7 separate regions of the Mus musculus genome follow, and all the other regions are linked to region 1. Evidence: chromatin contacts called from public ChIA-PET, Hi-C, HiChIP or PLAC-seq and promoter capture Hi-C data. All regions are on one chromosome and are shown on one strand. Each heading gives the region's core, a stretch centred on a gene start, on an enhancer-like site or on the middle of the called end of the contact. The rest is flanking DNA. Distances are from core to core; before and after follow the strand shown.

The links. Promoter capture Hi-C pulls out the DNA fragments that hold promoters and counts their contacts. A called contact is a pair of places that touch in the nucleus more often than the background predicts. ChIA-PET counts read pairs in DNA pulled down with a chosen protein or histone mark. HiChIP or PLAC-seq counts read pairs in DNA pulled down with a chosen protein or histone mark.
Region 2: a FOXA1 HiChIP or PLAC-seq map of pancreatic cancer cells shows a contact between it and region 1. The contact joins the promoter of Tmem248 here to the promoter of Nipsnap2 in region 1. A contact is called at or near these places in 5 of 39 promoter capture datasets (the C10 cell line, liver, neutrophils and 1 more), 3 of 484 Hi-C or Micro-C datasets (CD8 T cells, bone marrow-derived macrophages and neutrophils), 5 of 115 datasets of contacts at active chromatin or transcription factors (bone marrow-derived macrophages, memory CD8 T cells, microglia and 2 more) and 2 of 9 other capture datasets (adipose tissue and liver).
Region 3: a contact with region 1 is called in a promoter capture Hi-C map of liver, with 2.1 times the contacts expected there. The contact joins the enhancer-like site here to the promoter of Nipsnap2 in region 1. A contact is called at or near these places in 7 of 39 promoter capture datasets (the C10 cell line, fetal liver, hematopoietic stem and progenitor cells and 3 more), 1 of 115 datasets of contacts at active chromatin or transcription factors (memory CD8 T cells) and 1 of 9 other capture datasets (liver).
Region 4: a contact with region 1 is called in an HNF4G HiChIP or PLAC-seq map of pancreatic cancer cells. The contact joins the promoter of Rabgef1 here to the promoter of Nipsnap2 in region 1. A contact is called at or near these places in 7 of 39 promoter capture datasets (the 3T3-L1 cell line, the C10 cell line, cranial neural crest and 2 more), 7 of 484 Hi-C or Micro-C datasets (B cells, CD4 T cells, CD8 T cells and 4 more), 8 of 115 datasets of contacts at active chromatin or transcription factors (double positive thymocytes, extraembryonic endoderm stem cells, large pre-B cells and 5 more) and 3 of 9 other capture datasets (adipose tissue, liver and pancreatic islet).
Region 5: a contact with region 1 is called in a Hi-C map of regulatory T cells, with 4 times the contacts expected there. The contact joins the promoter of Kctd7 here to the promoter of Nipsnap2 in region 1. A contact is called at or near these places in 1 of 39 promoter capture datasets (erythroid cells), 5 of 484 Hi-C or Micro-C datasets (CD4 T cells, CD8 T cells, the G1E-ER4 cell line and 2 more) and 1 of 9 other capture datasets (liver).
Region 6: a contact with region 1 is called in an RNA polymerase II ChIA-PET map of memory CD8 T cells, with 45 read pairs. The contact joins the promoter of Tpst1 here to the promoter of Nipsnap2 in region 1. A contact is called at or near these places in 1 of 484 Hi-C or Micro-C datasets (natural killer cells) and 2 of 115 datasets of contacts at active chromatin or transcription factors (bone marrow-derived macrophages and memory CD8 T cells).
Region 7: a Hi-C map of CD8 T cells shows a contact between it and region 1, with 5 times the contacts expected there. The contact joins the promoter of Asl here to the promoter of Nipsnap2 in region 1. A contact is called at or near these places in 7 of 39 promoter capture datasets (the HPC-7 cell line, the SN4741 cell line, cranial neural crest and 3 more), 3 of 484 Hi-C or Micro-C datasets (CD4 T cells, CD8 T cells and neutrophils), 2 of 115 datasets of contacts at active chromatin or transcription factors (the SCID.adh cell line and pancreatic cancer cells) and 2 of 9 other capture datasets (adipose tissue and liver).

Annotation. Positions count from the first base shown.
Region 1 is chr5:129,723,400-129,726,529 of GRCm38.p6, forward strand. Nipsnap2 (nipsnap homolog 2) reads left to right here and starts at 1,676. Exons shown (of 10, transcript NM_008095.4): 1 at 1,676-1,822. The coding sequence starts at 1,746.
Region 2 is chr5:130,220,813-130,223,942 of GRCm38.p6, forward strand. Tmem248 (transmembrane protein 248) reads left to right here and starts at 1,523. Exons shown (of 7, transcript NM_027854.1): 1 at 1,523-1,760. It overlaps Gm6598 (a long non-coding RNA gene), which reads right to left and starts at 3,054. Exons shown (of 2, transcript XR_377119.4): 1 at 2,922-3,054; 2 at 906-1,216.
Region 3 is chr5:130,204,247-130,207,376 of GRCm38.p6, forward strand. Rabgef1 (RAB guanine nucleotide exchange factor (GEF) 1) reads left to right here. Exons shown (of 9, transcript NM_001199059.1): 5 at 2,763-2,844. Among named protein-coding and RNA genes, the nearest start is that of Tmem248, 17 kb to the right of the region's middle. Within about 2 kb of position 1,580, at least 59 of the 459 cell types and tissues checked have an H3K27ac peak or open chromatin away from gene starts, as enhancers often do. A contact at or near this core is called in liver and memory CD8 T cells, where this site is marked.
Region 4 is chr5:130,170,397-130,173,526 of GRCm38.p6, forward strand. Rabgef1 (RAB guanine nucleotide exchange factor (GEF) 1) reads left to right here and starts at 1,423. Exons shown (of 9, transcript NM_001199059.1): 1 at 1,423-1,498.
Region 5 is chr5:130,143,327-130,146,456 of GRCm38.p6, forward strand. It overlaps Kctd7 (potassium channel tetramerisation domain containing 7), which reads left to right and starts at 1,557. Exons shown (of 4, transcript NM_172509.4): 1 at 1,557-1,900. The coding sequence starts at 1,757.
Region 6 is chr5:130,077,658-130,080,787 of GRCm38.p6, forward strand. Tpst1 (protein-tyrosine sulfotransferase 1) reads left to right here and starts at 1,713. Exons shown (of 6, transcript NM_001130476.2): 1 at 1,713-2,004.
Region 7 is chr5:130,022,665-130,025,794 of GRCm38.p6, forward strand. Asl (argininosuccinate lyase) reads right to left here and starts at 1,717. Exons shown (of 17, transcript NM_133768.5): 1 at 1,630-1,717; 2 at 1,378-1,432. The coding sequence starts at 1,389. Gm40334 (a long non-coding RNA gene) reads right to left here. Exons shown (of 3, transcript XR_868562.1): 3 at 2,464-2,530.

The DNA of each region.
Region 1 (3,130 bases), core at 426-2,925:
TCCAAGAGAGAGTTGAAACTCCTAACCTATAAAGTTGAGTCAAGTGCAATACTGCATACCTATGATCCCTGCACCGCAGAGACAGAGGCAGGAGCATTGAGAGTTTGAGGCCATCCTGGTCTGAATAATGAGGTCCAATAACTAAACAGCTTATGACGGCTCTGCAAGTAATCTCAACCCAGGAGTTTACCCTGAGATTACAAAAGGATTCCTGTCAGAACAGGCAGGACCCAAGGATGGAGTCGCATGAGGGGAACTCTGAATGCTTGTGAGAAACTCCAAATGAGTCTTGTAACCTCAGTTTCTTCAAAACACAAAACTTGTTCATAGACTGTGCTTCACACCCCTCCCAGGTGTAGCGAATCGCAGTGAGTTCACTCCAGATCACTCATTACTGCTTGCTGCTTTTATTATTTTTTTGCCACGTGTGGCTTGTCCTTATGATTACACACCTAACTCCTGTGGTTCTTCTATACCCTCAGAGTATAAATCGTCTGATGCTCTGAATAAACGCTATTGCTTGAGACTTTAGTCCGCCTCGTTTTTAGGCTCCATTCTCCCAGGTTCAACCCCGACTCAAGAGCGGTAAACAGATTACCATCAGTTTGAGGCCGGACTGGGCGCCACATAAAGACCCTGTCTCAGCTAAGTTGAGAAATGAAGGATCTGTATAAAAAAGGCAGGGCTCACCGACGCTTGAAGAGGCCCTGCCCGCAGCAAGTCACATATCTGCCTCCCACAGTTGGGTCTACAGTTTTATGGACCGCTCTCAGCCTCATTCACATTCAAAGGAGTGCCTCTCCCAGTCTGAACCGCTCCTCCACCACCCACAAGACCAGACCCTGTCATTTGTCCAAATTCTTGTTAGAAAAACTGTACCCATGGGGCTGGAAAGATGGCTCAGCGATTAAGAGCACTGGCTGCTCTTCCCGGAGGACCTGGGGTTCAATTCCTAGCACCCACATGGCAGCTCACAACCTCCTGCAACTCCAATTGCCAGGGGCTCCACCCACACTCTCACACAGACATACATGCAGGCAAAACACTGATGATGCACATAGACTAGGAAGAGAAAAATTTAAAAGATAAAGAAAACCACAACTCCTGAGCTTCAAGATTACAGCTCCCATCCGTCTTCTAACTCAGAACCAGGAAGGCAGCCACCAATTGGAGAGTATCCTTCTCTTGGCCTCTGCATGTAACTGAGGCCCAGGCTGCTCCCTATTTCTCTGATTCCTCGGGATCTAGTTCTGCTTTTGCCTACTCTTATCTTGCTGAAGTTTATGCTTATATCCATAGCTCTTTTATTATCCTTACAGAATACACTTCCCCCTATACCAGTGGTTCTCGACTTTCCTGATGCTGCTAAAACTTTAACACGTTTCCTCATGTTTGTGGTGGCCCTCAACCATAAAATCAGACTCTGGATTCCCCACATGCACAGATCTACTCCTTTCCCGTGGATCTCCCCGTGTACATTCCAGGTTCCTTTCTCACTCGGACTTCAGAGACCCTGAACTCCCCTCGCGGGATCTACGGATATCTTCAGCAACTTCTTGGCACGCCCCCTGGCGGCAGCACTGAGGCGCCACGCTGCTCCCCCTAGCGGCCGCTCCCCTGCACTACAGCGGCCTAGCGCCCTGCCCCGCCCCGCCCCAGCCTGGTCGGCCCGGCCGGGGGAGGGGTCGCGGTAGCGGCGGCGTCAGCGACACCGAGGCGGTAGGAGCTTCAGGCTCCGGAGCAAGATGGCGGCGCGGGTGTTGCTCGCGCGAGGAGGCCTGCTGCGGCCAGCCGCCCAGAGCGGCTTCCTGCCGGGGCTCCGGTGAGCAGCGCCGCCCTTTCCGGGGCCCGGCCGGGGAGGGGCCGCCGTGGGGCGAAGGGCGCGGGGTCCCCGGGGCGGGCAGGGGACGCCGGGGGGCCGGCCTCCCGAGTCCCAGGCGACCGAGGGCTGGCGAGGCTGCGGCGCCTTCCCGGGCCCCCGTGGGGCTCAAGGTCACCGTCCTGCCGGCGCCGCCCTTGCCGGGGACGCCCGGGCTCGCGGGCCACGTCCGCCCTCAGCCTCTGCGCGCTGCGCCCCTCGCAGTAGCAATGCCTCGCCCCAGGTCGTGCAGAGAAGCAAAAGGATGGCTGGTCTCCCTGGGGAAGCTGTACCCCGGGGTCCCCAGTCGGGACAGCCCTTAAATTTGAAAGCGGAGTGGCAAAAAAAAAAAAAAAAAAAAGTAACCCACGGTGGCCAGCTGTAGTAGATGGCGGAGTTCGCTGTCGAAACTTTTTCTTTTTTCCTGACCTCCGCGGAGACTGTGCTCGGTGTGTCAACCTGTCACCTTGACATCCCCACGTTTAAATAACGAAAGGCCATCCGAATTTACCGACAGATTTGTTTTCCCTTCTTTTCTTCCTTTATATGCTTATTTGCTGTTTAAGCGGTTTGTAGGATTTATTTTTTTATTTTATGTGTATAAGTGTTTGCTTTCATGTGTGGCTAACACATAGGTGCCTGGGGCAGCCAGGAGAAGGTTTTGGATCCCCAACGACCCGGAGTTACAGAGGGTTGTGAGCCGCCATGTCGGGGCTGGGAATTGAATCTGAGTTCTCTTCTAGAGCGGCAAGTGTTCTTAACCCCTGAGCCATCTCTCCAGGCCCTATGTATGTATGTATGTATGTATGTATGTATGTATGTATGTATGTATGTATGTATTTTGAGACAAGATCTTACTACATATATTCCTGGCTGGCCTTGAACCTTCAGCAAACCTTTTGCTTCAGACTCCAAAGTTCTGCAGTTGCAGGTGTGCAGTTGCAGGCCAGCCTTGGCTAATTGAAATATTCCTTTTTTTTTTTTTTAAGATTTTTTTTAACCTCTGAGCTCTCTGCCACGTGTGTGTAATTGATTTTCTTCCACCATGTGGGTCTGGGAAATTGAATGTAGTTCATCAAACTTAGCAGCCAGTTTCTTTACCCCTTAAGCCATCTCACCAGCTCCAGAACTTGCCTTCAGATTTCTTTTGTTTGTGCGTATGTGTGGTTTTTACCTGCATCTATGTATGTGCACCGTGTGCATGCCTTGGGCCTTCAGGGACCAGAAGAAAGTCTCTGACCCTCTGAAGTACAGTTACAGAAATGGTTGTAA
Region 2 (3,130 bases), core at 273-2,772, 500 kb after region 1:
GAACTGTTGTCAGTCAGCCCTTGTAAAGAGTACAGAAGACACTCTGTCTAAAAAAACCTCTCAGCAGCTTCTCCAGCCTCCTAGGTTTAAGGCCTTCCTTATCTGAGTTCTGCTTGATGTCATAGACATCGATTTGATCACGTTTTACTGTGTATTTCTGCCTTTCTACCTGCTCCTTGCACTTATTCAAAACCAAAAGCATAGCAGTGGTAGCTCATTGTCTGGAATGAGAGCACACACATGCTGTGCACACACAGACATACACATGCAGATGTCTTCTATACGATTTCCCTGGAACTATTTGGCTTTGAGGTTCTGGAGGAGACAAGCATCAGAGTTCCACTTACACATTCTATGGGAAGCCATCATCCATTCTGGGTGAGGACTTTCCAGTGTAGTTGCTTTGAGGTCACTCACCCTGCTGGCAGTAACCTCTTGCCTATGCTCTGTAAGTAAGCCAGATACATTTACTGGCATTCCAGGGGGAACTTTGGTTTGTCACCGAGACCTTAGGAAAAGGGGATAAACATCGCATAGTCTTTACCTAAGGAGAAAATTCTCACAAATGTTCTCATGTCTCATGGCACACCTTTAATCCCAGCACTTATGGATCTTTGAGTTTGAGACCAGCTTGGGTCACATAGTGAGTTTTAAGTCAGCCAGGGATGGATTGAAAGACCTTATCTCTTTTGTTTGTTGGTTGGTTTGGTTTTTTTTTTTTTTTTCAAGACAGGCTTTGTTTAGCCCCAGCTTCCTGGAACTCATTCTGCAGACCAGGCTGGCCTCAAATGCAAAGATCTATCTGCCTCTGACTCTTGAATGCTGGGATCAAAGGACAACCTTCCCACTGCCCAGCAACCGTGTCTTTAAAGAACAACAAAAAAAGTCAAGACCAGACAAATGGATAAGTGTAACTGATCTCCTGGGTTTTCAATAATCATGTACAAAGGTCAGTATTAATGTGGTTAGAGGAATTTAAAAAGGATAATATTTTGCTGCTTCTAAGGTCAGCTAGGTCCTTGGGGACTGAGACATGGCTTGAAATGAATTGTCCTGTTGTCCAGAAACGCGACAGATTCCCATCCAGTGGATCCTAGAGTCCCGTCTACAGAGAGGAGGGTGGTATTAGTGTGCTCAAACACCATGACTAAGGTAGTTGGCTCCTCATTGGGCTCCAGAGAGAACAGGAAGCCAGCTCTTGCCATCCACGAGACCCCTGTGTCAAAACAAAAAATTCCAACAAAAATAAACGAAAATCGTGTCCTCTTTACTATCTCACGCCATACACACCAAGACCTGCAGAAGCACTTCGGGACGGAACCGAGCAAGCTCACGGCAGTTCGCGAATGCGAGTGATAAATTTCAGGCAGCTCCGTGTATGCTTTTCCCATTTGCAAAACGAAGACAGTCTGCTTCTCCTCCTAACCCCGACCCCACCCGCCGCTCGCCCCGGAGCAATTCTGTCCCTTCCGCGCCGCCGTCGCGCGCGGGCGGGGTCAGAGGTCACGGCGGCGTTAGTGGTGACGTGGTTTTCTGCCTTCACCCGGAAAGCCCGGCGTTCGCAGCGCGCGGAGCCGGCGTCCCGTTGGCGCGCTCTGGCCTGGCTTCGGGTCGTCGCTTCGGCCCCGAGGAGCCGCTCGCTGTCTCCGGAGCGGCGGAGAGGATGGTGCGGGGCAGCCCGGGGCCCGCCGCGCGCCGCCGCGAGTGAACAGGGCCAGGCCGCGGGCGTCCGCGGGCTCGAGCCGCCAGTCTGCGGGGCGGTGAGTAGGAGACGGGGTCGTAATCGCGGGCGCATGGGCCGGGACCGGGGACCCTGAACCCGGGGCCCACGGCGTGCTGGGCGGATCGGTGCGCAGGCTCTCCCAGCCACCCCAGCTCCGTTCACTCCTCTATTAGCTGACCCGGTCCTGTTCCATCCTCCCGAGGCCTGCGGAGTCCTGCTCCCTCAGTCAAGGCTTGTATAGGTCGGCTGAATAAGGCTGCGTGGACCTACTAGCATCCTTTGCAAGTTTTAGAAAAAAAAATGATTGTTTTGGAAAATTATTTACATGATGTGTTTGTATTATCTTGTCTGCGCACGTGAGCGCAAATACCCACCGACTCCAGAAGAGGGCGTTGTGTCCTTAGACCCAGAGTTACACTCCATTGGTAGCTGCCTGATGATGGGGTTGCTGAGAACTTAACTCTGGTCCTCAGGAATAGCAGGTATTCTTAACCCCGTAGCCATCTTTCCAACTTCTCTGTGTGTGTGTGTGTGTGTGTGTGTGTGTGTGTGTGTGTGTGTGTGTGACAGAGAGAGAGAGAGAGAGAGAGAGAGAGAGAGAGTGAGAGTGAGAGAGTGAGTGTGAGTGTGTGTGTGTGTTCAGTTTTAGATTTGTGACTTGACTTTGGGTTGTCAAAAATGTATCCAAAAGAGGGTTTAATGCAGCCTTAACTGGCTAGGATTTCCCTATGTAGACAAGACCCACCTTCAACACCGATCTTCCCGATTCAGACTCCGTAGTTCAGAGATATAGGCGTGGGCCACACTGCCAAGGTTTCACAGTGTAATAACGGTATTGTTTTGGTTTTAATCTGAATCCTGGAGTCTGGGGTCTCCTGCAGCCTTAGATAGTCCAAACCCACGACTCAGTCGAGGCTGACCTTGATTCTCTTAGACTCCCTAGTGCTGCCGTTGGCAGGTGTGCACTGCCATGCCGGTTAAGCCCGGCTAAAACATAATTTTTTTTTTTTTTTAAAGACAGGTCCACTGTGTAGTTCAGGCTGGCCTCCAACTCTCTGTGTAGCTTGAAGTTGTGATCCTCCTGCCTCAGCCTCATATTGGGGTGTTGTTAGCTGTGTGGTACCAGGCCCTGTTCACAGAGTAGTGGTAGCCTGGTGGCAAGGCTAGTCAATACTGGGACAGGGGGGTGATTTCTTACCTGTCCCATAGTTGTATAATACAACAAATCACGGGAGGATTTCCACATACTGTAAGACACACAGCTTTAGTTCTGATGCAGAGAATCCAGAGCTGTGAGTTTAACATAATGGAAATAACCTGAAGCCATGTCACAGTTCTGGAACTCGTATTTTCCCAGGCTTCTGTCGTTGCCTTGTCTGAACATTCTCAGGAGCCCATGGTTTTAAA
Region 3 (3,130 bases), core at 330-2,829, 480 kb after region 1:
GAGGTTCATGGCTTGGTGAAGAATTGTTTTCTTCAAGTCTGTTTATATGGAAACATGTTTAAAGCGTGCTATTAGGTTGGGCGTGTAGATGTGAGCATATACTTTAAGCACTTGGGAGGCTGAGGGGGAAGATTACTTGTGCCCACAAGTTTGAGACTGATTGGACAAAATAATGAGAGCCTGTCTCAAAACTAAAAATCATATGCTGGGTAAGGTGGCATATGGCTTTCATCTCCGCATTTATGAGCAGATAGCAGGGGGTTAGAGGCTGGCCTGGACTATCCTGGCCGGTGAAGGACAGCCAGTGCTCTCTAGACCCTTAGTTCGGGTTATAAAACACTATTACTCTAGGGCTGGAGAGCTGAAGAGGATCCAGGCTCAGCTCTCAGCACCCTTGGCATGGTGGACCTGACACCTTGCTTCTGAGGGCACCAGGCATGCGTGAGGTGCTCGTGCATGTGTAGCAAAGACACCAGTTTTCTTGTGAGCCGCACTCTGTGATCTCACTCTCCTGAGGAAGTGATCAAGTGTAATAGAGGAGCTTTTGGTCGTTTCATGGCTTTGGTTTCGTTTCCTGGAGAGCCTTTCTGTGAAGATTTGCCTCTGCCTTGCATGTTGGCTCCCACCTTTAATCTCAGCACTTGGAAGGCAGAGGTGGGTGTTTTTTTTTTTTTTTTTTTTTTTTTAAGTTCTAGTCTAGCCTGGTATACATAGGGAAGGAGTTCTAGACTGGGCTATAATAGAGATACCCTGACTCAAAAAACAAACAAGCAAAACAACAACAATAAAAAACAAAAGGCTGGAGAGATGGCTCAGAGGTTAAGAGCACTGGCTGCTCTTCCAGAGGTCCTGAGTTCAATTCCCAGCAACCACATGGCTACTCACAACAGTCTGTAACTCCCATTCCAGGGCTTCTGACACCCTCACACAGATATGCAGGCAAAACATCAATGCACATAAAATTAAATAAACAAATGAATAAAATAGAAACAGTTGCTACTGGTTACTTTGTATTAACTTACAGTTTGCCTTGTGTTAACACTTATGGAGAAGGTATTTTTTCTGTGTTTCGATGAAGAGATTATAGTGTGAAATGTGTCTTTATCTTCACTCACACTTTCCCAGAATATGAGGGCCCTCCTGTACCTTACAGAGATTTTGCTGAGCATTTCATTCGTATGTATTTATTTATTTTTGAGACGAAGTTTCATGTAACCTATGCTGGCCTTGAACTCCTGATTTTCCTGCTTCTCCCTCCAAGTGCTTAATCACAGGGTGTACAGCACTGGTTTACACTGGGCTGGGGCACTCTGCCCACTGAGCCAGTTGCTAGCACCCTCTTCAATTGTTCTAAACCAAATAGTAGTCTGAGCTGTCTGGTTACTATAGAGACCAGAAGGGTATGGCCAAGAGGAAGAGACTCATCCAAACAGGCTTTACTTCTTGAGGAAGTTGGGAGGAAGTAGCACAGACTTGGTTCTAAAATTAGAAGCAATGTGTCCTCATTATACACAGAAGCTGAAAAAGTCAACATGGTGGGAGCAGATTGCAAAACAGTGCCTCCAGGTACTGGGCAGCAAGACAGAGGGCCAGCCAGGTACAAGGTTAAACCTCCAGTGCTGTGTGTGTGTGTGTGCGTCTGCATGGCAGTATGTGTATATGCGTGTAGATGCCCATGTATATGTGTGTGTGTGTGTGTGTGTGTGTGATGTGTGTGTGTGTATGTATGTGTATGTATGTGTGTGGTGTTTATGTGTGTGTGGTGTGTGTATTTGTGTGTGTGTATGTATATGTATGTTTGTATGTATGTGTGTGTCTGTGTGCGTCTGCGTGGCAGGATGTGTATATGCATGCAGATGCCCATGGAGGTCAGAGAGAGTGTGGGGGAACTCAGAAGCTGCAGCTCCAGGCTGTTGTGAGTCTCCTGATGTGGATGCTAGAACTTAATCCTGGTCCTCTGGAAGTATAGCAGGTCCTCCTAACTCACCTCTGGGTCATCTCTCCAGCCTTTCTGATGTCCTTAAGCACAGCAGGAAAACTATGGTTGTTGACACATGACACATGGTGTATTTCAAAGTAATGAGTGGGAAGGAATTTGAATATTCCTGCTATAGCACATTGGCAAGTCTAGGATCGTATGCCTTGGTCCAATCTTGTATAGAAGTATCGCTATACCCATGAATATGGAGATACTAGAGGGTAATCGACATTTTTTAAAGTGAAAAAAAAAATGAGTATTTAAAAAATCAACTCAAAAAGGATCCAAAACTTACATGTTACAGCTATTAAAATCTAAAAAGACCTTGTCATGGAAAAATTAACACTAGTAGTAGTAATAGTAATAAATCGTAAGGATGAGGGTGGTGATGTGAAATAGAGCGCTCACAGGTTGTCTATGCTTACTGTGATGTGTAAAGATCATCAACAGGAGATCTCTCAGGCTGGAGGGGTGGCTCAGCAGCTAAGAGCACTGACTGCTCTTCCAGAGGTCCCGAGTTCAAATCCCAGCAACCACATGGTGGCTCACAGCCAGATCTGACGCCCTCTTCTGGGGTGTCTGAAGACAGCTACAGTGTACTTACATTTAATAAATAAATCTTAAAAAAAAATAGTAGATTTTTCTTTCTTGCAGAATATGTGTGATTTTTAAGTTCTTATAGAGTCGGCTCAGTGCAGGGAGTGTGTTTGAGAGACTTGCTCAGGTTTGGTGTTCTCAAACTAACTCTTCAGCTGCTTACCAACCTATTGTCTGTTGATTCCAGGATTTAAGCATCGAGGAACAGTCAGAATGTACTCAGGACTTTTACCAAAATGTGGCTGAAAGAATGCAGACCCGTGGGAAAGGTAATATGTTGTCAGTCAGCTGTTGTGAGGCAGCCAGTTGGAGCTCAAACTGCCCTCGCCTCCTTTGATTGGCCTGGCTGGTACCAAAGTACTGTGCTGACATTGACATCTGCCTCATACCCAGCAGTGCCCTTGCATGACCTGGGCAATTGGGTTGTGCTTTGAATAATATAATTCCTGTATTGTGAGTATAGTGGGGAAGATCAGAGAGGCTCAGGAGGGTTTCTGTATGAATCCCTACCTTGGAATTGCCATTTGGTGAGTCACGGTTCACAATGACATAAAC
Region 4 (3,130 bases), core at 173-2,672, 450 kb after region 1:
TGAGCTGCCATGTGGGTGCTGGGAATCGAACCCAGCTCCTCTGAAAGAGCAACCACCGTTCTTAACCACTGAGTCATCTCTCCATCCCCTCCTTCTTTTTTTTGTCAGGTCAGTTCCAGGATTTGGATTTAGGTTGTCAAGCCTGAATGGGAAACCTTTTACACACTGAAACATCTCTCTGGCCCTCTTTACTTGTAATCCTCTTTCATAAAACTCGCTTTCACCTCATTTGTCTGTGTCTTTCTTTAATCTTCATAGACCTTAAACATCCAACTTGGAGCCACTTCCCTAGGCCAACCTGACCCTGTCTGGCACCCTACAGCCTTGTGCCAAGCACAGCTGGGTCATGAAAGATCCTTTTATTCTCACAACTCCTGCATCATCATGTGCTCTCATTATAAAGCTATACCCCACAACCTTCCTTATATTTGCCCAGGCCAAGAACACTAGAGATGGGAACTCCTGAACTTCCTGTCTCCACCTAGCCAGGCTGGGATCACAGCCTAGTTGCTATTGGACCAATTTCCTTAAGATTCTCCTAAATTGAATCAGTTTCAAGTCCTGCTCTTAAAAAGAGCAAGCCAGGAGTGTTCATTTCTGTGGGCCATCTGCCCAGGTGACCAGGTTCTTTCTATGGACGAGTGCCCAGGAGTGAAAAACAAAATAGCAGAGTCAGAAAAGGTGAAAACAGGCATTTATTGAGACAGGGGTTAAAAAAAAAATTCTGCTGGGAACAGTGTTTTGTTTTTGTTTTTTGTTTTTTCCAGAGCTGAGAGCCAGTCTCACGGACTCTGGGTTGCTCATTTGTAGGGTTCATTCTGAATTCTCTCCTCCCCTATCCTATAACTTCATCTCCTCCACCCCGACGGTTCTTGGCCCAGGGAGATAACAAAAGCTAGTGAGGTGGCATGTCAACTGTCCAGTGGGAGCGTTATCTATCTTTACAGACAGGCAGTCATGTGCTAAACTTTTCCCTCTCGATCTTTTTCCTGACTATCTATTCCCTGCTAACTGCTCACTAGGGGAAAGGTGTGTTTGTATTTCCTTCTGGCGGCCGCATTCGCTAAGCGCTGGGAGATGTCTCCTGGTCCCAGACTTTGATGTCCCGTTTCGTGTATGGCTGTCCTCGGGGCTCCTTGTCGCCCTCAGGCTAATGCAAGCAGAAGCTGGTAGACGGAATGAGGAATGACAGGGGAAACCGCGGCTTCTCGCGAGTCACAGACACGTCAGCGAGGGCCTCACGGTCACTCGGTGTCCCCTGCCCTCAGGGACTGCCCCTTCGGGTGGACAGCCTCCGGAGCGTTGCAATCTTTTCCGGCCAGCCGCCAGCCAGTCCCCGGAAGTCCGAAGCGTCACGGAAATGACGCCACGCGTACGCACCGCGCGCGTGCTCGCGGTGCCGGGGGCGGGGCGTGCGGGGGCAGGGGCGGGGCAGGGAGCCGAGTGACTGAAGGGGCGCTGGGAGCGGCGGTCGGACGCCGGCGGAGCCGCGGAGCAGGTTCGGAGGGACGGGGGCTCCGGAGGCGCGTTCCCACACGGAGCGGGGCGGCGGCGGCGGTGTCCGGCCGCGCGCTGACCGGGGCCGCTCCGTTCCGCCTCTCAGCCGGGAGGGCGGGCGGGCGCATAGGGCCAGGCCGCCGGAGCTCTGCTGCTGCTCTCGGCCTCTCCAGCTCGGCCGAGTTCTTCCCAGCTCGGCGGGACTCGGGCTCCCGGGAGGACACGCTCCCCGGTCGTCGGCTGCCGCTCCGATCCTGTCCGAGTCCGGAGTTGTGGTTGCAGCCGGGCGGGTCCCATCCGGAGCCCGCGTGGGTCCCGGGGCTGGTGCGGCTGCTGTGGCGCGGGGTTTTGAATACTCGTCCCAGGTGCTAGAGGCCAAGGTTATGGGTGTCTCTGAATGAGAAGTCCTGAAGCTGAGGCAGGAGGATTGCCGCGAGTTTTGAGGTCAGCCCTCTGCCACTGAGGAAGACCCTTTTATGGAAAATAATAATAAAGGCAGTCCCTGATTCCGAGCTGTCTGGAAGGGAGAGCCAAGGGGATGTCCTTCCATCCCTTCGCGGAAGTTGGCTCCATAGAGGGAAGCGCCTTGGAGACTAGGTCATTGGCAGCTGGCTGTGTCTCAGAGCTGATGACCAACCTCTGTGGTTGGGAAATGTGTTGCTGGATGTGGTAGGCTCGGTCTGTCTGTGGAGTTTAGATGTGACACTGGCATAAGTTTTACAGCGTCACCTAGTTTTGTGGTAAGAGCCCCTATGGTCCCCCCACCCCCTGCCACCTCCTGGAAGTTAACTGTTGGGTCTTTTAACCTACAAACCTAGAATTACTTTTCAAAGGAAGACCCAATTAGTCACCCACTTCTGACATCCCAGTATTTGGAAATTGAGTCAGGAACAACAGTCTTGGGAGTTTTGACGTCAACGGGGCTATGTAGTGAGTTTGAGGCCAGCCTATACTACAGAGTAATATTCGATCCTCCCGCCCACCAGAGTCGCAGTTAAAAGAAAGAAGAGGCTAAAATAAAATGGTCTTGTCAAGCTTGTTACTGGGCGGTGGTGGCGGTGGCTCACACCTTTAATACCAGAATGCTGGAGGCAGAGACAGATCTCTATGAGTTTGAACAGGCCTGGTCTACAGAGTGAGTTCCAGGACAGTCCAGGCTACATAGACTGTTTTGGGGGGAGAAGAAGCTTGCTTGTTACTTGGTGATGACTGACTTTAAGGTTTACACATGTTAGATAGGGGCTGTTTAACTGAGCTACAGTCCCAGTTTCTATTCAGCCTCTGAGAGTTACTGTTTGGGGGGATTATTTATTTATTTTGATTTGTGTGTTTATTTTGGGGGACAGGGTCTCGCAATACAGCTTTGGCTGTGTAGATCAGGCGATCAGGCAAGACTCTGAACTTGGAGCATTCCGCCTGCCTAGGCCTCTCAAGTGGTGAGATTGCGGGTGTGGACCACTGCCTTGCCTGTCTTTTCTTTTGGTATGTGTGTTCACAGTGTGTGCATGTGGAGGCCAGAGGTTAGCAAATGTTAGCTATTTTCCTTGGTGTCATACTAGCCTTGACTTTCATTGAGACAGGCTCTTAGTGAACCTGGAGCTGGATTCACCTAGACTACTACTAGCTAGCCCAC
Region 5 (3,130 bases), core at 307-2,806, 420 kb after region 1:
AGCCAAGCTTTATTGAAGTCACATACAGCAAAACACAGATTCCCTGCCAGGGGAGAAGATATTCAGAAATCCAGTTCAAAAGGAGGGCTTGAGCCTTTTGGTGGTGTACTCTCCATCCACTTATTTTTGAATGGCTAATTTAAACAAATAGGAGGCATCTGATAAAGCCACAGCTTTGCGCGTACGCATGTGTGGGCAGGTCAGATGGAGAAGAGGAGCCCTGTTTGGGAGTGGGGTTTTCTCTTTTCTCATCTGTGGTTATTTAATTTTTTTCATTTTTAGCGTTTGTTTTTAGCAGTCTCATGTAACCCAATTTGGACTCACAATGTTATGAAGCTGAAGCTGGCCTTGACTTCCAAGTACTGATATTGCAGCGTGAGTCACCATACTCAGTTCCGTTATTATTTATTATTATTATTTATTATACTAGAGACAAGAGTTGAATTCTCAGAAATCCTTCTAACCTCTCAAGTCGCTGCAATTAAAGGTATTTGCAACCAAGGTTTTCCTTCCTGTGTGAGTCCACGGAAAAAGCGCTAGCACAGCAGCCATGTCCTTGCCAGCCATTGGTGTTGCAGTGCTCAATTTCTATTACACAGCAGGTGCCCTCAGCCCTCCACAACACATCCTCAAGGACAGCCTGCTTAGGCCTTTTTTCACTGGCCCGCTGCTATGGAGACAAACCAGCCAGTCCTGGGCCCTTTCCCAGGACACATGGACCGGGATGATAAAGTGGAGTGGCCTGGAGCTTCGCGCCTGCTAGTCAGAAAGCCAATGAAAGCAGGACCACGGTGCTGCCCCTATGAGCGGGCTTCCTGCCAATCAGGGGCGGAGGCCAGCGAGGACACAGCCAATAGCAGGAGCAATTGGGTGGTCTGTCCTTTCGGGAACCGCGCCGGGGGACCAGCGCTGTCGTTGAACGTCGGAAGTGCAGAACGCGTGCCCTTTAGGTGGCCTATAAGAATGGGACTGATCGGCAAGCCGTTGTCAGTTGTCACTCTAGTTTGAGACCTCGATGGTTGGATCAGACCTTTAACCGTCATAGCGGAGCTAATCGGACACTGCCAGTAGTAGGAGGCGACCGGGTGAGGCCAGAGATGCTACCTGCGCTGTGGTTGCTATGCGCAGAGAGCCGCTTCCCTAGATAAGTGGCCTGGACCAAGGGAGGTAGCGCTCCCGTTAGTTAGATAGCCAATCAGAATGGAACAAACCCAACCAGACGTGTTTACCCTATAATTGGACAATGCTCTTGCCAATCATAGCAGGAGTTCATGAAACCTCGGCCAATAGCAAGAAGCGCCTGGTTCCGATTTGCAGCGCAGGGTCCACGCGGTGGTTGCTGATCGAGGTCGTCAGTGGGCGATCACCTCCCCTCGGCCAAACCCTGGAGCAGACAGGCGTCGCTCGCGCTTGTCAGCCAAGAGCCAATCAGAATTGGGTAGGCCTGTAGCCACTACGGCTTAAGGCCGAATTGTTTGTTCTGTGATTGGGCGAACCTCCTGACAATCAGGGCGGAGCCAGCGAAGATTCGGCCAATGGCTGGAGGCAGCCAGGTCAGACCAGCGACTAACTGTAGGCGCGTTGGTCGTTAGACTGTTGGAGGGCAGCACAGGACATCCTAACTGCTTGCAGGTCCTCGGCGTCTAGCGCCCGCCGGCGGCCCATCTCGTCATGTCAGGCACTGCTTGGCTTTAGTTCTTCAGGCCTCCGCCCACCCGCCTACCCGAAGCCGCGCCCACCGCCCAGAGCCAGAGGGATGGTGGTAGTCACCGGGCGGGAGCCAGACAGCCGTCACTCGGACGGTGCCATGTCCAGCTCCGAAGCCGAAGACGACTTCCTGGAGCCGGCCACTCCTACGGCCACGCAAGCGGGGCACGGGCTGCCCCTGCTGCCCCAGGAGGTACCTGGATCGAGCGATGGGGGAAGGGAGGGCTGATGGGAAGCGAGGGAGAGACTGGTGCTTGCAGAGCTGACCTTGGGCGGAGAGCCTCCCAAGGAGCTATCCACCCCTGATGCCACTCCTACACTAGGTGTATCCTCCCTGCCCCGAGTCACCTGCACTCCAAGTCCCTTCTTCCCGTACTACCAGATGTCAGTTCCATTCCTGTATTTCATGTCACCTTTATCAACTAGACGAGGACTCAACACATAGCATGTTCCATACAATCCAAAGGAGGACCTGGGTTATCCAGGTGTATCCTCCAGCTGCCGGGGGAGTGGCATTAGAAACTACCTGCAGTTAACCTATCTGGTGCCTTGGTATGATTTAAGAAAAGGACACACCTGAGTGGACCAATTCTCATCCAGGTGCCGTTATGCAGTGAACAATCTCCATTACCACATGGGGTAATTTTATTTGCTAGATGGACAAGAGTGAACGGTAGAGGATTTGGGGTCAAGAAAGCAGCGAGAGCAAGGACATGCAGGAGATAAATTCGGGAAATAGGAGGGCAATGGTGAGTTGAACTCAGAGCAGAGATGATGGAGGGATTAGGGGCTTCATTTATCAGTTGCTGTATTGTGCTATGGAGTGGCTTCGTTAGTAGCCCTTCCTGTGTGTGACACTTTGCACCTGAACTGACCCTGGAGATGGATAGGAAGATGAATACAGATGTAGAGATGGATAGGAAGATGGATACAGATGTGGAGACTCGACAATCTGAGGGGGCTGGCTTGAGTGAGGCTCTCCGGCAGCTGACAGTATTGTGGTAGGGTTAGAATCCCCGAATTGCCAGCATCGTGGGAAACTTGTGAACATAAGCAAAATTCTAGACATAACTCTGCAGTCAGGGAAAAGGGCCAACACGGCGGTGACACTTTTTTTTGTGCACTGTCATTGGGCAGAAGTTGTGGTTTGAGTGACAGGACACACAATCCCACAGACTGTAGGCCAGCTGTCCAGTCCCGGCCTCCTGTGAGTCACATCCCTCCCTGTGAGTTCTAGGACTCTTTTCCCTGACTTTTTTTGTTTCGCATATGGAGCAAAGAAGTACATTAGTGGGTGCTGCCTTTTAGAAAGAACTCCAGAAGTGCAAAGCATTACACCTAAGTGACATCTGAGTCTTAGCGTATACCTAAAGTGGGCTTAGCATTTCTGCAGAAATGTGAAAGGCATTTTGCACCGTGAGAG
Region 6 (3,130 bases), core at 463-2,962, 350 kb after region 1:
CATGAGTCTAGGCAAGAGACACCCCTCCTCCACCCCCCAGCCTTTTACTGTAGGAGTCTAGGCAAGTGCTCTACTGCAGAATCGCACCCCTGGCCAGTCACTGGGGGCTTCCAGAAAGATGTGAGTGATGTCCCCGGGCCCTAACTGTGGGGTGATAATAAATGACGTTTCCACAAACGTTTACGGATCCCTCAACTCTAGTCTCAGTAAATCTCTAAGACTGGACATCATTCTCTAGGTGGCACTTGCTCACAGGAGGATGACAGGCGTTTCAGATTTGGCTTCTAGGTCCCTGAGCCCATGCTATCTCCAGAACCCGTGCCAATAGAGTTGAAATTACTGCTTTGATGGAACCTGGCGGAGACATGCACGGGGATTGTAGGTGGGGAAGAGCGGTTTCCTCTCTCCCTCTCAATTCTCTCTCCCCTCTTCGTAGTTCTCCCTTCTCTCGTGGAATGGTTCTACTTATGTATGCCTGTGTGTATGTATGTATGTATGTATGTATGTATGTATGTATGTGTAACTCAGACTTGCCTCAAACTCAGTACATAGACAAGAGTGACCCTGAACTGCTGACCTCCTGGCTCCCCCTCCTAAGTCCTGAGATTGTGAGCATGCTCCCCACTTCCTTCTTTTTTTTTCTTTCCTCTGCAATAGAACTTCCTGCAGCACAGACGGGCCCCAGATTCACCCACCGTGAAGCTGAGGCTCAACTTCAATTCCAGGTGCTCATGCCAGAGACTGGCTTGTGCTGGGTTAATAAGCACGTGTCACTCTTTCTGGCTTCTATGGTGCTAAGTGACGCTCTGGGTCAGGCATTCTAGCAGCTGAGTTCCATCCCCAACCTTTCTTTTTTAAAAAATTTAAACTCCGAGACAGGATGTTGCTCTGCAGCCCAGATAGCTCTTGAATTCTGTCCTGCCTTGGCCTCTCGAGTCTCAGGATAATAGCTATGAATCACCTTGCCTGGCTTCAGGGCAGGGTGCAAAGGGAGGTTGAGAAAGGATTTTGTCCTGTAATACATTTTGGCCTGGAACTCACGAAGCAACCTAGAATGGTTTCAAACTCCTGGCAATCCTCCTGCCACAGCCCTCTGAGATATTATAGTGGTTAAGTCATCGCACCTTCTTTCATTTATACATCTTTATTTTCAGACAGGGACTCATGCTGTCCAGAGTGTCCTTAAACTCCCCCTTGTAGCCAAGGACGGCCTTGAAGTTCTGATCCTCTTGCCTTGTATGACCTCAGTATTGGGATTCGAGCTATGTACCACCATATCCAGTTGATGCTGGGGATGGAACCCAAGGCTTCACGCCTACTCTCCCGACTGAGCTCCATCCTCAGCCCTCACTAATACTTTTCTGTGGTACGGAATACTGTGCAAATTGACTTGTGTGCTTGACAGCTGCGTCAAGCAATGGCCAGGCAGTGCAGGGGACTTTTTAGGAACACTATTTTTTGTTTGTCCCTGCCCTGTTTCAGGGATGAAGGTCTTCTTGGACATGTGAGGGTCCCGGAACAAGTCCTGGCTCCCCTCCAGTTAGGCCACCGGCTCTGTTACTCCAGCCACAAACTGCCCGTGTAGGCAGCAGCAGGGTATAAGCCCTTTTTGCGAGTTCGACAAACGCTGGCCCCGGATGTCAGACCCCACCCCGCAGCTCCTGGCTGCCCCGCGGGCTCTCTCTCAAGCCCCGCCTCCCCCCGGAACCGACAAATCAGAGAGGCGGACACATCGCGCGGCCCGGCTGCGGGTAGCCTATGGCGGCGTGCGTGAGATCCCGCGGCCACGCGGCGGCGGGAGGCAGGAGCTGAGGCGGCGACCGCGGCCAGTCGCTGCTGAGGCGGCCGCGGGTGCGCTTCTCGGCGGGGCCGGGCAGGGCCGTCGCCTGGCGGTGAGGACGCGCTCCCGGGGCGGGCGCTATGGCCACCAACTAGGGCGGCCGGAGAAGCGGCCGAAGCCCAAGATGCCGGAGCGACGGCACGGCTGCGCCTCCGCCATCGTAGGTAAGCGGCGCCGCTCTCCGGGCGCCGAGCCCGGGACGCCTCCATCCTTCATCCCGCCTGCCCCTTCCCCCATCCCCCGGGCCGCCCGGCGCCTCCCGCTCCTTTCGCCTAGCAGTCCCGGTCGCTACTGCCATGTCTGCCCAGCAGGCATTCGGCTCTCCACTCACCGGATCCCGACTCACCTGCGCACGCACGCTCACTGTGATATCCCTAGCCTTGATGGAGACCGTCATCCCGTTTTTTTGAGGATTCCCCCACCCCCATCCCCATGAGACATCTCACTGTTTACCCCAGGCTGGCTATGAATTCAGAGTAACCCTTGCTGGCTTTGAACTCGATTTAGCCTGTAGCCCACATCGTCTTCGAACTCCCTGTGTATAGCCTAAGCTGGCCTCAAACTTAACTTTGTATCCCAGGCTGACCTCAGAATCACCATCTAGCCCAGGTTGGCCTCAGGTTCATCATGTAGATCAGGCTGGTGGTGGTCGTCTCGTCTCAACAAGGGATGACAGGCGTGGGCCACCGTGAGTCCCTTTTTCCATGTCAGTTGCTGACTCCCTTCATGGAATGGTGCATACCCTTTTAATTTGGAGACCCTTTTATATCCTGTTCACCTCCTCTGGCTTTAATCAGCCGCCACCTTTTCCTTTTCGTCCTCTCTTGACACTTGACACTTGGGACATTTACCATGCTCCTTATGCCAGTTCCATAATTATAATTATTACTATTAATATATATATATATAATGCATGCATGTATGTATGTGCACGATGCGTGCGCTTAAGTGCCTGAGGAGGCCAGAAGAGGGCGCTGGGTACCTGGGAGCTGGAGTTAGAGGTGGGTGGGAGTCACCGCGTGGGTACTGGCAATTGAACTCCAGTCCTCTGCAAGAGCAGCAAGTGCTCTAAATCCCTGAGCGCTGGACTCCAGCCACCCCGCACTCTCACATGAGTCAGGGCCACAAACTCGTTCTAGACTGGCCAGCGCTGACTATAGTCTTGAACTCAAAGCAGTTCTGCCTCAGCCTCCCAGTTGTTGGGATGACAAGTATGGACCACTATGCAAATTGAGTGCCGTGCTTTAAACAGCGCTGGAGACAAGCAGATAGCCCAGGGGTAAAGGCTTG
Region 7 (3,130 bases), core at 467-2,966, 300 kb after region 1:
TGCCAGCTAACGAAGACCAGAAGGGACCACACATGCAGGCATCTGCTTCCCTACAGCCTCCATTCCCTAAGAGTTCAGAGCTATGACTCTGAGATCCATTCCTTACAGGTGAAGCCCAATAGCTGTCATCATTCCATTTACCAGCTAAACCAACCAAGCCCACGGGAGACCTATATCTTGCACACCTTTCACTAAATAGGAAGACAAGCCAGGGATTCCTGGCCCAGAGGAGAGGACAGCGACACCCTAGGGAGTCACTGGGGCCACGGAGAGAGGTCCCTCCCTCCTGGCCGGTTCTATATGATGGACCTCAAGGACAATTTAGGGACTCAAGTTTTCCTATACATGGGAACAAGCGAATAGGAGGAGAGAGTTATCCTATTGGGTGGGGCCTGACAAGAGGATGTGGGGTGAAAAGCGGTATGTAAGGAAGATGAGGTAGCTAACTGGGTAAAGGCCCTTGCTGCCAAGCCTGTTGAAAAGAGAATCCACTCCCACATTTTGTCCTCTGATCACCACATGTATGAGAGCTCACATGGACATACTTATGTACGAACAAACAATGCTAAAAAAAAAAAAAAAAAAAAAAAAAAGTGGAAAGCTTTCATGTGGTAGGTCACACCCGGAATCTGAACACTCAGCAGGTGGATGCAGGTGACTTGTCAGACGCTTAAGGCCAGTCTGAGTAGAGGTGAATTCCAGTCTAGCCTGGGCTAAAAGTTAGCCACTGTCTCAAAGAAAGAAAAACAGGGGCTGGAGAGCCGGGCTCAGCCAGTAAGAGCATGGAGGTTTGGTCTTCACCCACATGGTGGCTCTCAAACATCTGTAACTCCATTCCTTTAGATCCCACATAGGGAGTAGCCAGCCCCGGGGTTCACAGACGTCTATACATGCAGGCAAAACATCCATACAAATATACATTTTAAAATAATTCTTTAAAAAGGGAAAACGCAGGGCTCAGTGGCTCATACCTTTAATCCCAGCGCTCTGGGAGGCAGAAGCAGGTGGATCTCTGAGGTCGAGGCCAGCCTGGTCTACAGAGCGAGTTCCAGGATTACACATGGGAACCCTGTCTCAAAAAACAAACGAGAAAAAAAAAAAAAACTACAAAACAACAACAACAAAAACAAAAAAAAACGGGGAAAACCGCCCGACATAGTGGCCAATAGTGAGATCATTACATAAGCCACTAGGTGGCGCTGGATGGGCAGATAACGACGCGGACATCCCTGAGTCTACGTGAAGCCAGTCTTTGGAAGTGTGGTCGGGAATTTCAGGATCACTGCAGGTCTGTGTGGCAGGAGATGGCCCCCATACGCGGTTAAACCCGACTGGTTCCTCCCCGCTCCTTTGCAAGGTCCCCTCAGTCCTACACACCTCTGATGCCATGTTGGGCGGTTCCTCCTCCTCCTGGAGCTTCTGTCTTACGAATCTGGAAGACAAGACCACACTGACCAACTCGGCTCGGGAGGTCTACGGGGCAGGGACGGAGTTGGGACACCTGCTCGGCTTGCAGGACGTGGGCAGCACTCAGCAAGCGCACCACAGACTTCGCGTTCCTTCTTGTTTGTTCCCTCTGTCCCACGTTCCCTGGACCTAGTGGATCAAGACACTCAGGGACCAGGTTACCTTCTGGTCTCTCCTGGCTTTTTCTGGTCCGGATGGCGTCCGCTGCCCCTCTGTCTTGTCCCCGCCTCCTGGAAGAGTAGAGCCAATTGGGAGAGGTGGGTGTGACTCATCAATCACGCTTATGGGCGGGACCACCTCTGGCTAAGCTACTAGCAGCAGGAAGAGGTGATTTCCAGGGAGTCAGCACTAGTTGTACTGAGGTTCAAGCACACAAAACCTTTGCTGAGGTGAAGACAGACGACAGGTTTGTCATCCCTGCAGCACCCGGGAGGCTGAGGCAGGAAGATTGCTGGAGGTTCCAGGCCTGGGTTGCAGATGAACCTGTTTCAAAACCGTTTCAGCACTTGGGAGGCAGAGGCCGGCCGGGGTGGGGAGTGGGGGGTAGGGGTAGGGGGCTTGGGGGTGGGCAACAGGGACTAAAGAGTGAGACCTTGTCTTAAAGTAGGGGGCAGAGGTAAATCATGCTAAATCAGGTATGGTTTTGTATGCCGGTTATACCAGTACTCTGGAGGCTGAGGCAAAAGGCTTGCTTCAGGTTCCAGGCCAATACAGACTACTAATGAAGCATGGTGGTATACGCCAGTAGTCCTGGCTTTCGGGAGATTGATGGAGGAGGGTCAGAAGTTCTAGGTCATCCTGAGCTGCATAAGCCAGCTCAAGGTAGCCTGGGTTATGGAATTAAAAAAAAAAAAAAAAAAAGAAAGAAAAAAAAAGGCTGGCAGTCAGGCTGTGGAAAGATATCTGCTAAATGCTAAGTTACCTGTGATAACTGTTAGCACATACCTGCGATCGCAGCAGTCGGGAGCCTGAGGTAGGAATGTCAAGACTTTGAATCCAGGGCTTAGAGAGATGGCTCAGCACAAGAGCTAGCCTTGAAAGGTTGGCCAGCTGAGTTCGATCCCTGGAAATCATATAGAAGGTCGGCTGTGGGACTCATCTGTGGTCTCAGTATTTCTACTCAAGACGGGCGAGAAGACTAGAGGAATGTGGGGGCCAGCTAGTCTGGAACTTGGAGCAGTGACAAATATAAGAGAGGCCCTGCCTCAATAAGGGGAAAGGCAAGAATGGACCCCAAAGGGTTGTTCTCCAACCTCTACACATGTTCTGTGGCAAGTGGTGCACACCTCCCCTCCCCCACCCCCAAATAAATGCCTACCTAAAGAAAAGATGGATCCAGTGAGGTGCCTCAATGGGTAAAGGTGCTTATTGTCAAATCTTACAATCTGATTTTGATCCCAGGACCCACATAGTGGAAAGAGAGAATGACTTCACCAAATTGTCCTCTACACTCTATGCATATGCATGATACATACACATGCATGCATACTACATACATAAATGTACAAAAAAAAAGGACAAACCTCCCCCCCAAAGTTGGGATGTAGTCCAGTTGGTATTCTTTAGAGAGTCTAGAAAGGGATTCTAACGGGCAATTGAGGGTTAAAACTCAGGGCTTCCTTCAGTCTATCACGTTCATTCTCAAAGCAGGAGGTCTGGGCTT